Regions from separate parts of the Ovis aries genome. Here region 2 is linked to region 1. Evidence: chromatin contacts called from public Hi-C data. All regions are on one chromosome and are shown on one strand. The core of a region is the stretch at or near the end of the contact, and the rest is flanking DNA. Distances in the headings are between cores, read along the strand shown. Region 1 has its middle 78 kb from the start of WDR75. Region 2 has its middle 49 kb from the start of COL3A1.

What was found. Hi-C and Micro-C count contacts between places; a contact is called where the count stands out from the background.
Region 2: a contact with region 1 is called in a Hi-C map of tail adipose tissue, with 2.9 times the contacts expected there. The contact joins two enhancer-like sites. A contact is called at or near these places in 2 of 16 Hi-C or Micro-C datasets (skin fibroblasts and tail adipose tissue).

The regions. Positions count from the first base shown.
Region 1 is chr2:120,040,845-120,048,450 of ARS-UI_Ramb_v3.0, reverse strand. No RefSeq gene overlaps it. Among named protein-coding and RNA genes, the nearest start is that of WDR75, 78 kb to the right of the region's middle. Within about 2 kb of position 2,615, at least 7 of the 54 cell types and tissues checked have an H3K27ac peak or open chromatin away from gene starts, as enhancers often do. A contact at or near this core is called in tail adipose tissue, where this site is marked.
Region 2 is chr2:120,349,975-120,357,580 of ARS-UI_Ramb_v3.0, reverse strand. No RefSeq gene overlaps it. Among named protein-coding and RNA genes, the nearest start is that of COL3A1, 49 kb to the left of the region's middle. Within about 2 kb of position 4,295, at least 10 of the 54 cell types and tissues checked have an H3K27ac peak or open chromatin away from gene starts, as enhancers often do. A contact at or near this core is called in tail adipose tissue, where this site is marked.

The sequences.
Region 1 (7,606 bases), core at 1,366-3,865:
ATGGTTCTAATGTACATACAATGGTGTGCGAACCACTGAATTAGGTAATCTGGATGTCTTCAACAGTCTATGGTTCTTTTCTCTCTCTCCGAGAACAGATCTAAGACAGTCAAAAGTGATACTAACGCATTAACACATGTCATTACCTCACATTAATATATATTAAAAGTTAATACATATATCATAAGCTAATTGACAGAATATAAATGAATGAGTAGATGTGCAGTATAAGAAAGTAATTGACTTTCAAAAGGCAACAAGTTCTCCAACACTGTCCTTCCAAATGAAAGTTCTCAGTATAATATGTTAATACATTATTAATTTAAAGAAACCTAGATTAATTATGTTATTTATGCTCATTTCTGGCCAAAAGGGAACAAACCCTTGCACGGAATACATGTAGTCATGAGCAACTAAGTCAGCTTGAGGAAAAGGAAAGAAAATTAGATTCAGTTCTGCTCCGGGTTTCTAACCACTCACTTGTAAGACCTGGAGCAAGTCTCTTCATCTCTCCTGGTCTGGTGTGCTTTCTGTAAAATGGAGTATAAACTAGGATAAAACCTAATTAGAACTCCACTGGCAATGATTAAATATTTTTTCAAGGAGATATCACTATCAATGTTAACACCCACTTTTGCTTTCGATGGTGGAGGCGTTATACATTTTACATGGCATGTTTGATACCACATAGTGAAAATGTATGTGATATACATCCTCTACCATGTGATACGTTCATGATGGTACATATGATATATGTGATATATATGCTATATATACGATATGTGTGGTGTATATGTGATGATGCATGTGATATACATGTGACTCTTTGCAACCCCATGGACTATAGCCTGCCAGGCTCCTCTGTCCATGGAATTCTCCAGGCCAGAATACTGAAGTGGTTAACCATTCCCTTCTCCAGGGGATCTTCCCAATCCAGGGATCAAAGCCAGGTCTTCGGCATTGCAGGCAGATTCTTTATCGTCTGAGCCACCTGGGAGGCAAAGGATATATATGACATATCTATTACATATGTGTGTGTGTGTGTGTGTGTATATATATCAGTTCAGTTCACTCAGTTCTGTCCAAACTTTTGTGACCCCATGAACCACAGTATGCCAGGCCTCCCTGTCCATCACCAATTCCCGGAGTTTACCCGAACCCACATCCATTGAGTCGGTGAAGCCATCCAACTATCTCATCCTCTGTCATCCCCTTCTCCTCCCGCCTTCAATCTTTCCCAGCATCCGGGTCTTTTCAAATGAGTCAGCTCTTCACCAGGTGGCCAAAGTATTGGAGTTTCAGCTTTAAAATCAGTCCTTCCAATGAGCATCCAGGACTGATTTCCTTTAGGATAGATTGGTTGGACCTCCTTGCAGTCCAAGGGACTCTCAAGAGTCTTCTCCAACAACACAGTTCAAAAGCATCAAATATTTGTCAAAAAACCACACAGAAGGGATTTCAACAGAACAGATTTGATGGAAAGAATTGTCTTCACATGTGTTACAGGGCAGAAAGAGCAAAAAGGTAACACTGAGTTAACCCAGGAGGCAGCTACAATGCCTGAGCTTAGGGGACCAAAAGGGGAAAGCAGGGGAAAAGCAGAACCTAAGAACTAGAACAAGTGCCCAGATTTGATGCTTTAAGGAAGGGGCTTGGTCTAGCTGGGGCTAATTCCTCTGAGGGAATACAATGAGACTAGCTCTGGAAGAGCCACAAGGAGCTGGAGGCTGGAGTCGCTTCCACAGCTGTGGCCACTAGCTGATGCTCAGGAAAAGTGCCATTTTGGAACTGAGGCCAAGAAGAATGGTTCAAATTCAAAAGCAGGAAGTCTTACATCCTTTCCTGCTACTCACCTCCAATACTTTTAAAAGGGAAAGGGAAGTCGCTAAGTCATGTCCGACTCTTCGCAACCCCATGGACTGCAGCCCACCCTAATGCTGTCAAGAATGCAGCGAAGAAATCTGAGGAATGGAGTTTGCAGAGTCATAGGCCTAGCATCACAGAATAGAGGCAAAAAGGAGGACACAGAGACAGTAGGGAAATAACTGACACCACTTCTTTACTCAGAAAAGTGAATGTCAATGGCACTGTAGTTAACAGCAAGAATATTAATGTTGAAGTATCTTAGAGAATATAAGACTTACACATGATTTATGCATGAACAGGCAAGCATGTTTGAGCAGAAAAGTAAAAGCTCTCCCATGCTTAAGGAATGACATGCAGAAAGAGGGAAAAAACAAAGAAAATTTGGACATTGTGGAAGAGATCTCTATTAGAAAAGGAAAGTGGCACTGGTATAAACATAATCATAACATTAAATGTTTAATGTAATTGACACTATATCTCAAAAAAAAAGTTCTGTGTAATTATATTAGGTTCCAAGCGTAAGAAATTGGCCCTTATATTCGTGCTAAAAACAAGCATGAAGTGTCCCACAAGACTATGGTAACTAAAATTTGGGATTACTGGGCTCATGTGCTCATGTGCAAACACTATTTGTCAAGCACCCCAAAGTTAAAATAGACCAACAGTGACATCTGCTGCTGTGGAGTTACTTTGAAAATGGCCAGCCTCAACATTTTGAAGTGAAGTCTCCTGCCAAACCACTGGACTTCTGCTGTGATGAGTCAGCACTTCTGGAACTCCTGTTTGTCATCTGTGCTATTAGCAGCTTTGCTTAAGTGAACACAGAACATGGGAAAAATGAGAGAATATTTGGAAAAGTAACTAAAACAAACAAAAAACAGTGGGGGTGGAGGCATAAGTGATGAGAAAAAGAGACTTCATATTGTCTTTTCTCATCCTGTTTTTCCTTTAGCTAAGTAAATCCAAATTAATTTCGTAGCTGTCAGCAAGCATGAGCATGTCCGCAGTAAAAAGAAGGATTAACTGTTGCCAGCTTCAGTGGACTCCAACACAAAATTTACAGCATAATATCCATACCAGGAAAAACAACAACAAAAAAAAAAGGTTAAATGAGCAAAGGAGAGTACATGGAAAATGTTTGAAGTTACTCTTGCTTTGGAAATCTCTTCTTAATTATCTAATTGTTTACATTAATGATGCTTCCTTCAACATCTGCTGACCCTCAGGCTTTTTGTTTTCTGAAAGCCAATAGAACAGAAGGTTTGAATCAAACAGTATGGCTTTTAAAAATCACATAAAATCTCCAGTGTAAAGCGGTCAGTGGAGCTCATTTGAGTAAACTAATAAATATGAAAATCATGAATCAATTTATTTGCTCAAGAAAAAAGATGGCAACTGATACCGAATCCCAACTCTGGTTATTATAAAAGAAGATGAATGAAAAGGTCTTGCAGTGGGGAAGAACTGAATTAAGAGTTCTGACTTCTAATGTGGGTTCTGACCACTCACTAAACGTGTCACTGTGAGGAAATCGCATAGCCTATCTGAGCCTCAGTTTTCTCTTCCATAATACTAAAGGCCTGGGCTACATGAGAGATGGAAACTGGATTTCAACTCATTTTCCTGCTTTGGTTAATCGGCAATGGCTGCTTTTAAATAATCCTAAAGCTGCATCCAGACTCAATGAAAAAGCTGCTGACCAACTAGCAGCGTCTGCAGTAAGCAATACAAATGTCAAAGGGCAATGTGAATGTCACATATATACCAAGCTTAGACAAAATTATTTCTCTCATTTTCTTACAGCTGTAGATTCTGCTATTAGCTGCCATTTTTAGTGCCTAGTCTATTTCAGCTTTGCAAGATGCTCAACAGATATTATTTCTAATCCTCACCATATTTTAAGGACATGGAAACTCAGAAACATGAAATAATTTTCTCAAAACCACACAACATAGCTGGACTCGGTTACTAACAAAATAACCCAACATTCTCTATTGTGAATAAAATCTTCACTTATGTTTTAGATCACATCCCCTAGCCCTCTTGCAATGTAAAAGCTATAATACCATTATGTCTTATCTGGTGATACTTTAATACATCTATATTTTCACAGAAAGAAAGGATGGTTTGGACATGAAACTTGGCTAGTTCACGTAAACATGAAAGGGCAAGGCAGGGAGAAAGTATCCAAGAAAATGCTTTTTTCAGGATTGTATGGTAAAAATTAAAAGTGATAAAGGAATGGACAATAACTAAAAGTCATATTCAATTTTAAATCAAAGAGAATTATAGACAAATAAAATAACAGAATTGAAAAGACTCCTGTAAAAATAGGACATCGGGTATTACATCGATTGGGTCTGCGTAGGCATTGCAGCTTAACTGGTACGGTACTGGGGGATATACTCAGGTAGAGTACTCAGGATGTCAGTGCTTGATACGCACTTTTTGATGATGCTGGTTTACAAATAATTCAAAAAAGAGATCCCTGGTAATAAACATTTTTGAAGCTTCCTTAATTTGATACACCATTTTGGACATTCCTTGGGTTACAATCTCCAGGTATGGTAGAAAACAAGACACTCTAACTTGCGGTTAGAGCAAATGGACTCCATCATACAGTGGAAACTTTGAGAATGACATCACAAAATCGGTCTACCCTGACCACAGAGTTACATACTGATGCTCTCAGAGTACATACTCAGAAACTTATACTTGCCTTTAGAAAATAACCTAGAAATGTCAATTAGTAAAAAAAAAAAAAAAAAAAAATTAAGGAAACCAAATGCAGTATTGCACCCATAGGAGAAAAATTTTTAGTAGTGGTCAAGTTGAGTTTCATGTCAAGGTACCTCATGGCCTATAATTAGCTGGCTGATTCATTCATGTTATATAAATATTTATCTTTACTTACTATGAACCTAGGCACTCAGGAATGCAAAAAAAAAAAAGAGACCTGAGGAGCAGAGGTCTAATTGGAAACAACTACATAAATTAATGAAAATACAAAATGACATGTAAATCAACTGGGTAATGTTTGAGGTACATATGTATTGCATGAAAGCGAAATTACTAATTTTCTCTCATGGTGTCGGAGAAGGATCGGAAAGAACATAAGTACAAGGCTGAACTGAAGATCAATGTATTTCTTAGGATACCCATAATTTGCAAGTTTTTAATGATATTGAGACAGCAAAAAAAAAATAAATAAAACCAAAGGCATAGACCCCCTTAGACTGGCCTCACTCATAAGATAGCTCTGAAAAGAACACAGTCAATAACCATATGGAGAAAATGGTGCTTGTATACTTAAGTAAAGCAAAGTGTTGTGTATTTTTCATCCTACTATTTTAAGGTAATAACATTCCAAAGTATTAGGGCCCAACATCTTGTCATGCACGAGGAAAGTCAACACAAGAAAGTCCTTCAAAGAGTGTTGTTCCACATATACTCTGTGACTAATTCTGTTTATGGAATGAACTGTGCTGTGGTCATGGGTCACATTCAGCCAGCCAAGAGAATGTTTCCAGAGTGTAATTGTTCTGGGCATCAAGGCACTTTACAGCATGTTCCCATTGCTTTTTGATACTCAGTGGCCAGGAGACTGCTGAGAAAATATTATTCACCCGAATTAGACTGGAGTAGTCAACCGCCTGGGTATTACATCTCCATGTCAGCACAAGCGGTGTCTGCAACCGACCTTACCAGATGTTTCTAATTTCTCTACCTTCTGAACTACAACTTGGTTTTCTTTTCCTGACTTTGAAATATTTTAAACAAAGGACTTTCTGTAATGTCTCGGGAAACTTACAAAATTAAAATCCTGGGATTAATATCAGAATAAGAGTTCTGGAACTCCTGCCACTGCTACACTGATGAGATTTCCACCTTGCGACTCACTACCTGTTTCTCTCAAATGACTTTGGAGCTGCAGGAGTCTCATTCACTCTAGAGATTTCCACCCAGCTAACAAATTGAAAAACACTGAATTCTGGAGGCAACTAGATGTCCTCTGTTGCCATATTACCTAAAATAAATGCTACTTCAAATTAAGGCCTTAATGTTAATAAAAATGATCAAGCTTTCAAATCAGCAATTGCATTTCGAGAAAGTTATCCAAAGATTTTCACACATGTTCACAAGGAATCATATATAAAGATATTAATTGCAGCATGGTTTGTCAGACATTGAACTTGGAGACAGCTGAAGCATCTAGCGGCAGAGGACTGGTAGAATATTTTATGCTATATCCACACAAGAAATAATATGCAGCCCAAAAAGACCTTGGCAGCTCTCCACATATGATAAGAAGGGAAATCCCCATAATAATTGTTAGGGAAAGAACTAGGCCAATATGTATGTGTAAAAATACAATACATACTGTGTAACTTTTTGTAGCTTTTGGATTTTAATTTTTGCCATGTGCAAGCACTGTTTATTCAAGAAAATTAAGTTTGGTGAAAATAAAGTAAAATCAAGATAAAACGAGGTCTTGAGGAAACAAAACTAATGGGAAAGGAACCTGGTAAAAGAAGGGAAGGAAAAAGGAAAAGAAAATTGTGAGACTTCAGGCTTCTAAAACCATGGAAGGGTCTATCTCATATTCTCAGCAAAATTTCCAACTTGTGTCACAGGTTGGCCTGACTCAGTTCTCATTCTTTTTTTTTTTTTTTTGTCTTTTATTTTTACGTCATTTTACTTTACAATACTGCATGGTTTTGCCATACGTTACAAACGCTCCGGAGTGCATTTAACTCATGATTGGAGACTCTCCTCTTGCATGAACTGCCTCACCCCGATTCTCTTTTTTTCTTTCTTTCTTTTTTCCTTTTTTTAAAGCTGAAGTGTAGTTGATTTACAAACTTGTTTAATTTCTGCTGTACAGCAAAGAGCTATACATCCTTTTTTATAATATATTCTTTTCCATTATGGTTTATCATAGGATATTGAATATAGTTCAGTCTTCCCTGGTAGCTCAGTGATAAAGAATCCACCTTCAATGCAGGAGACCACCTGCAATGCAGAAGACACAGCTAGATCCCTGGGTCAGGAAGATCCCCTGGAGAAGGAACTGGCAACCCACTCCAGTATTTCTGCCTGGGAAATGTCATGGACAGAGGAGTACATGGAGTGGCAAGAGTCAGACATGACTTAACAACTAACCCACCACCACCACTGGATATAATTCCCTGTGCCATATGGTAGGATATTGTTGTTTATCTCCTCTCTATATAATAGCTTACATCTGCTGACCCCAACCTCCCACTCCGTCCTCCCCACCCCCTCCCTCCTGGCAACCACAGGCTGTTCTCTATGCCTGTGAGTCTGATTCTGTTTCATGTTTAGGTTCCTTTGTGCCATATTTTAGATCCCACAGAAGTGATACCATATTGTATTTGTCTTTCCTTTTCTAACTTACTTCAATTAGTATGATAATCTCTAGTTATATCAACGTTGTTACAAATGGCATTACTTTGTCCTTTTTATGGCTGAGTAGTATTCCATTGTATATATATACTTCATCTTTTTTATCCATTCATCTGTTAATAGACAATATCCATTCACCTGTTAATAGACATGGAAACATTGTTTCCATTTCTTGACTAGCACTGGTGTGAATGTAGCAGTGCTATATCCTTCTGAACCACAGTTTTGTCTGGATATATGCCCAGGAGTAGATTACTGGATCATATGGTAATTCTATTTTTAGCTTTCTGAGGAACCTCCATACTGCTTTCCA
Region 2 (7,606 bases), core at 3,046-5,545, 310 kb before region 1:
TTGGAGAATTGCTAATAGCTACAATTGAATACCTGAACAAGAAGATGGATGAGATTATCACGGTAAAAGATTTGAGAAGATAAAAGAGTTTACAGGGCTTCCCTCTAGCTCAGTCAGTAAAGAATCTGCCTGCAAGGCAGGAGACCCAGGTCTAATCCTGGGTCAGGAAGATCCCCTGGAGGAAGAAATGACAACCCACTCCAGTATTCTTGCCTGGAGAATCCCATGGACAGAGGAGACTGGCAGGCTACAGTCGATGGGGTCGCAAGAGTTGGACACAACTTAGCAACTAAACCACCACAAAAGAATTAACAAAACAGGGCATGTTAAATTATAATGCCTGTCAATCACCTACGTAAACTTGATGAGTTAGAAATTATATATAAATCTAAAAGTTAGAGGAAAGGTCCAAGTTAGAGAAATAAATTTAGGAATTTCAGCATATGCATGGTTTTTGTATCTATGGAAGTGGGTGAAATCATAAAGTAATTGAGTGTGGAAAGAAAGGAGAACATAAAACTGAACTCTGGAATATAGGAATATTTACTGGTTGGAGAAGTGAGGATGAAGCAGCTAAGGAGATGGAGTAGGAATGAAGGGAGAGCAGGAAAGTGTAATGATCTAGGTGTCAAGTGAATACAAATGTTTGTTACTTAAATTTCAGAATTATAGCACTTCAAGAGGATAAGGAAACTTAAGGTTGATATATCCCAAGGCCACTAAGTATGGATTTTAAAAAGTGAGATCAGGTGAGGTTATATCAGTTTTCCTATGTCCTATAGATGTCAAATAATTATATTATCAAACCTTCTAATTCATGGTTATAGTATCACTTTATTATCTCTTTGTTGATGAAGAATTGAATACAATTCTCTTTACCTTCAAGGTAACATTTAAGCAAAAATTATTTCACTTATAAAATTTCATCCTCAAGGATGAAATTAACAGTCATTAACAGCATTTCTGAAAATTGGAGAAAAATAAGAAGAAAAGTTAGTTATCTTCATCTCACATCAGTGGATACTTCCTTAAAATCTTCTTTATATATGCTGATATAATTGTGACAAACTACATGTGCAGTTTTGTATACTGGTTATTTCATTTGGCGCAATACCATTTTATCCATGAAAAACAATTTTATTTGGGTTAAAATTTGGAAAAATATAGGGAAAAGTTAAAGTAATGGCTCCAAAGTTAGAAATAACATCAAAGTAACTGTACTTTTATCTAGTTTGTATTAAAATTTTACTTGTCTGACTTCTATCTTAGAGGAATGTACTTATTTTTAAAAGTAAGTCATAAACCGTGAAAAACTTTATTGGTTCAAACATAACTCTCCATTGAGTCATAACTCCCTGAGCTTGATACACATCAGTGAAAATATTTTATATTATGGAACATACATGAAAGCTCTTCCCAAATCTTTGTTTCCCAGTTTACCACAACTGAGGTTTTCAGAAATTTTTGAAGAACCACTTGTAGAGTTAATGCCGTAAAGATTAAAAAGAAGCAATCATCTATAGCCAATATTTTTTAAACAAATTCTTATCTGATTATATTTTTCCTTCTCCTTTTCCTTCTCACCTCTTTAAATCTTGTTCAAAAAATGTTTTCCTTTAAACTCCTGAATGTTTTCACTAAAACACACTACATGACTTGGCATCTTTTAACCTGATATTTATTAACAGAAAAAAGGCTACACTACGTGCTCCATAAAATCTATAAATGGGGGTTATTATATTTCACAGTTTTTAGTGACAATGGGAAAGCAATAATATGCTTGTTTCAATTTTGAAAAGGAGATATTTCATAATTAAATAGGTGGGAGAAATAACAAAAAGATTTAAGCTCTGTTTTAGACTGGGTTCCCTGGGAATGCTCTAAGATGACAACTTAGATGCATATTTAATGGGGAATCATCTCAGAAGACAGAGAAAGTCACATTTGAATAGAAGAGAGGCTGACCAACGTATAATTGACACTGCTGCTGCTACTGCTGCTCAGTCGCTTCAGTCATGTCCAACTCTGTGCGGCCCCATAGATGGCTGCCCACCAGGCTCCCTGGTCCCTGGGATTCTCCAGGCAAGAATACTGGAGTGGGTTGCCATTTCCCTCTCCAATGCATGAAAGTGAAAATTCAAAGTGAAGTCACTCAGTAGTGTCTGACTCTTAGCGACCCCATGGACTGCAGCCTATCAGGCTCCTCCGTCCATGAGATTTTCCAGGCAAGAGCACTGGAGTGGGGGGCCATTGCCTTCTCCGATAATTGACACTAGGACAATCCAAAAGAAGCTCTGGAACCAAGATGACCTTTCAGAGTGGTTGTAATTCACAGTAAGAGGGATGTGTCTGTGTATCCTTGGCTCAGGTGGTCATCGACTCTGGCCAGAATCTGGAAGGTGGAGGGAGTGGGAGGACCTTCTATAAGGCAGTCTTGTTGACTGAAAGAAACTTTCATTGAGGAGCATGCCTGTGAGTCATCAGTAACAATATTTCCAGGAGCTGATGCTTTAACTTTAAAGAGAGACTATGAATGGAGCAACACATTACCTACTATGAGCTCCTACTCCATTCTCAGCACTTTGCCAAACACTAAAGGGAAATATAACATATGATTCCTCCTTAGGAATGTCTTGTCTAGAAAAGATAAGTTGAACCCATACAAAAAGGTACAAAAGCCTTCAACATGATGAACAATTAAGTGCTATATTACACTGGGCCAACCATCCGAGATATAGCTAGTAGATGAGAAAAGGAATTGGCCAGTGATGATTATATTGTTATAACAGTCTTGGTTAAGAAGATAAAACTTGAGTTGTGCAATAAAGAAGGGGTAAGATTTTGGTAAACTGTAGAGAAAAGGAAAGACACTTCAGGAAACAAGAAAAAGAGGAGAAATCAAATTAGGAATGCTTATTCCATGCTCACAGGATAGTGAAGAATCCAGGCTACTTAAATCTATTTATTTCTATCCACAACATTGTTGAGCAATTAATAAACCTCAGAACCAAGTACTCAAGAAGCTTCAAGGAGAATGAGATTCCATGAAATTTAGAAAATAACCTATCACAAGACTCAAAGTAGTAAGTTGTGTTAGAGAGATCTAAGGCACTTAAGGACACAAGAAAGGAACCATCATATCTACTTGGAGGCCCTTGGGACAGGCTATGTGAAATATTTGGCAGCTTATATTAGCCTGGTTTCAGATGAAGCATGGGTTTCATGTGGTGGTGTAAGAAATAGGCTGGAAGTAAAGTCTGGACCAAAGAGCTTAGCAAAGCAATAGGCTTTGTCCCTTTTTTTTTTTCCCCTTAATCTGCATCTCAATGTAAACCCATATAAACCTTTTAAATATTGGAAGGCTTTTGCTTGAGGAATGCACAAGGTCAAGGGAAGTCAAGTGAAACAGAATCGGATTTTACAGCCGAAGAGGAGATACTTACAAAACCTACTATGGAAGGAAGAAGGATGAGTGGACATTGTGGGGAAGAAGAGGATGAGACTAAGGAACCTTGGCACGGAAAGGAGCACATTTATTTTCAAAGACTAGACTGAGAAAAGACTCACAGAATGTGGACATACTTGCTGGGAAAATTGGGTTAAGAGGGGAAAATGAGGACAGCAAAAGAAGGACATCAGAAGTCATGGAGAGATGTTTCTACTTAACACAGACGAGCTCAGTGGAAAGTTACACAACTCCAGTCTTACTCACCACCCTCTACGTGGCAGTTCACCATGACAGTGATTCATTTGGAAGGGTGGTTGAACATGATAAAATGTGTGGCTGATTGGAGTATACTAGGTCAGGGGCGGCTAAGTAGATTTGGAAAGTGTCCTTATACAGATGGTCGATGAAATCATCTGGCTCCAGAACAAAACCATTAGGGAGCAAAGCTTCCAGAGGAAAGGGGAAAAGGACAGTACAGTGCGTCTGTGGGGAGAGGGGTGATGGGGAGAAAGCATCACCAAGAGTCGGATTTGGCATCCTGTGGTTCTTAGCGGTTTAAGAAAAGGAGGGTTTAATTTTGAGGACTAAGGTTGTGATTAATTCGGTGATTAATTCATGGGAGACAGAGGAGGAGGAGACGGAGGAAACGAAACAGAAGGGGGCTTATCATTTGTGCTGTTGATAAAAATGATTTGGGTCTGATTTTCACATCCTGTCTTGAACTTAAACCACCTGGAAACTTTCCTCCGTGGCATCAGCAAGAGCACGGACTTGAAGGAGTCAAGGCTGAAAGAACCCACAGAGCCCAGCACTACACAGAGAAACTTGTCAGATGTCTCTGGGAGGGGCTTGGACTGCAGCTTCCTATCTGAATCTTCAGGGCTTACATTTGGACTACAGATGTCTTCAATTTCTGTTGCATTTTTTTCTCATTAAAGTGACTAACAATTGTGGTCATTCTGTACCTCCAGCTGCCTCTCATTATAAGATCTATCTCATAACAGTCTCAACTCTTGGGAAAATTGTTCACATTGCAGTTCTACCTTCCTCTATTTACCATATGGAGCCACATTTATTTTATTTCACATATGTGCAGACCAATTTCATATAGTATTGATGGCATTTAACCATAATTGCTTATATACATGGGCCTTTGTTACACACTCCTTAAATTGCGGTGAATCATTTCCTTGAAAAAATAAACGCACTTTTTTTGGTTTTGATTTTTTTTTAACTTATAAGAGAGTCCCATGGTAAGACATCTATATGAATTAAGTATCTTTTGAAGTGTTTGTTAAAGGCATCAAAATAAAATCCAGCCGAGAATTAAAAGCATGAATTATATAGGATTATGCTTAATTAGTACAATTTCATCTTCAGGGTTCCTTATTATAATGGTCTTACTGGTGTCTTTGTTTAGATTGATTTTCAACCGGAACGTTCATCTTTCTTCATATGTCTTTCTATTGGTATTCTTGAATTTAGTCATGAAAGTGTAAAAATGAGGAACTACTTTATTGACAAGCACCAAGGAAGGCTTCTGGCAAGCTTTTCCAGAGTTCATCTCATACCTTTAACAACCAAGGTTCAGGACACTATAACCAAGAAATAATATTCCTAGTAATAGGAAAACAACTTTTCATTCTCTCTTTTCCCCTTAAACAGCAACATTTCCCAGTATCTGCTCTGGCTCACTGCTCTCCTCTGACATCCTTCTTGAGTGATTCCATTTCCACCCAAAGCTTTAACAACTCCTTGATGTGATGGCTCCTATAAATCTCTTGCTGCCTCACTCTCTCACTCTTGAATCAGAGTTTGTTGGTTCTATTTCTTACATACCTTCGAGTTCATCTCTTTCTCCATCTTCAGTTACATTGACTTCTCATTCCCTGTTTCATTTTCTCCAATTTTGTTCTAACCTCTCCATTGTCAGTTTCACTCAGGTTAAAAATTTTCCCTGAGTAATGCTGCCAAGGTGATCTCTCCAATATACGAATCACAACATGTATCTTCTTTGCTTAAAACTTCAGTATTTTGCAATAAAGATTATATTGATATTTCGGGTGGTTTAGATTTTGTTCAAAGGGATTGGTCTGCATGCAAGATATTCAACGTCATTAGTCCAACCACAAAATGCCTAGAATATTTCCCAATTGTTACAACCATGAACACATATTTCCAAGGCCCCTCTGGAGAATATGATTACACTAACCCAGCTGAGAACCAAAAATAGTTACCCGAGAAAAAAAGACTTCTTCAGAATAATTTTTAATCTCTTTAGCTTGACATACTTTCATGGTTCCCCTTTCTGCTTTATTTCCAAACAATCCCCATGACAGCCTACATGGGGTTCCCTGAACAAGCCACATCTCTTAAGAACTGCATGCCCTCATTTATGTTCTTTACATCTGGTGTACCTTCACTGCTCAAGACACTGTCTTTATCCTTCAAAACTCATTGGGGAAAATATTTTCCAGATTGTCTTCCTTGCTCCTCCTCCTCTTCAAATCCTCAGCCTACTTTAGATGGCTTAGTTCTGTGGTTCCACTATCCATACTTTATTTACATCACCTATCACTACTTATTTACTCAATTCAGTTGCTATATTGGTCTATTTTACCCACAAAATTATAAAACCATAACACCAAAGCATAGGATGTCTTCCTGTAGCATCAACAGGATACTACATTCCAAACAAAATATATGTACCAATGTTCTTACATTAACTACGCAAGCAAAACATGCATTCACAGCAGATTCTCAGGCAGTAGTGTGAATTAATTGGGCTTCCCTGGTGGTTCAGTGGTAAGAATTTGCCTGCAATGCAAGAGACACACAGGTTCAATCTCTGGGTCAGGAAGATCCCCTGGAGAAGGAAATGGCAACCCACTCCAGTATTCTTGCCTGGGAAATCCCATGGACACAGGAGCCTGGCCAGCTACAGTCCAGGGGGTCAGAAAGAGTGGAACACAACTGAGTGAGCACACATGTAAATTAACTGGTCACTACTGTGAAATTGAGTGTGTTATGCGAATTCTAAGTTCTGTTCTATTTTATATTTGTGTCTGTAACTTTTACAAATGATATTTTAATGTGCTCATCATCTATTAAAGTTCATGGTCCTAGAAGATATCCCAGTATATCCTGTTATTTCTCCTGCCCCCAAATCACTTCTGGTGGCAATATCTACTCACATTTATAGGAACTGTAAGTAAACCACTTTAATAACATGATGTTAACTATACTTTCCATGTCCAGTGAGAACAACAGGCAGAAGTGTACATGAGTGTTTTCCTGCATCTTCTTGTACGCCTAACACAATCAGATATTTTAGTATTTGTTAAATTCTGATAGAATTTAATATCTTACTGTTTTGATTGCATTTTTTATTTCTAATGACATTACATATTTTCCACATGTTTATTGGCCTTTATATTATGCCTTTCTGAATTAGCTATATATCAATTTTTTTGTACTGATTTTTAAGGAGTGTTTTGGCAAGTAAAGAATATGAAGTCTTTTCTGTCATAGTTACTACAAAAAATTTTCCCCATTTGAACAAGCTCTTAAGCCCACTTATTGAGAATTTTATAGTAAGATTAAAAATGTAGATTTTAAATTTTGGAATCTTATTGTTCAATATTTTAAAATTTCCAAGATTATTAAACTACTGAAAATATCTTATGCAAATACTACATTTAGGGATTTTTCTAAAAATGGAAATATTCGGTCCATTGGGAATATGTCTTGGTTTAAGGACTAAGGGAGGAAACCATTCTTTAAAATGTTGAATGTCTATCAAGTAACTGTAACACCATTTATTGAATTAATAGTGAAGGACAGAGGAGCCTGGTGTGCTTCAGTCCATGGGGTCACATAGAGTTAGACATAACTTAGTGACTGAACAACAATTTAATTATACATTAAATTGTACTATAGATTCATGTCTAAATACTTTTCTTTCATCACAGTCAGTAACTTTTTATTATTTTTCATATCTAATAGGAACAATGACTTTCTTACTCACCGTTTCTGTTTGGGGGAGATTCCTTATCACTTTTCTTGCATATTTTTTATTCCAATGAGCTTCAAAGTGGTTTTGTCACGCTTCAGGCTTTTAGCATCATACAGGGATTTTGAGTAAGATAGTACTTAATT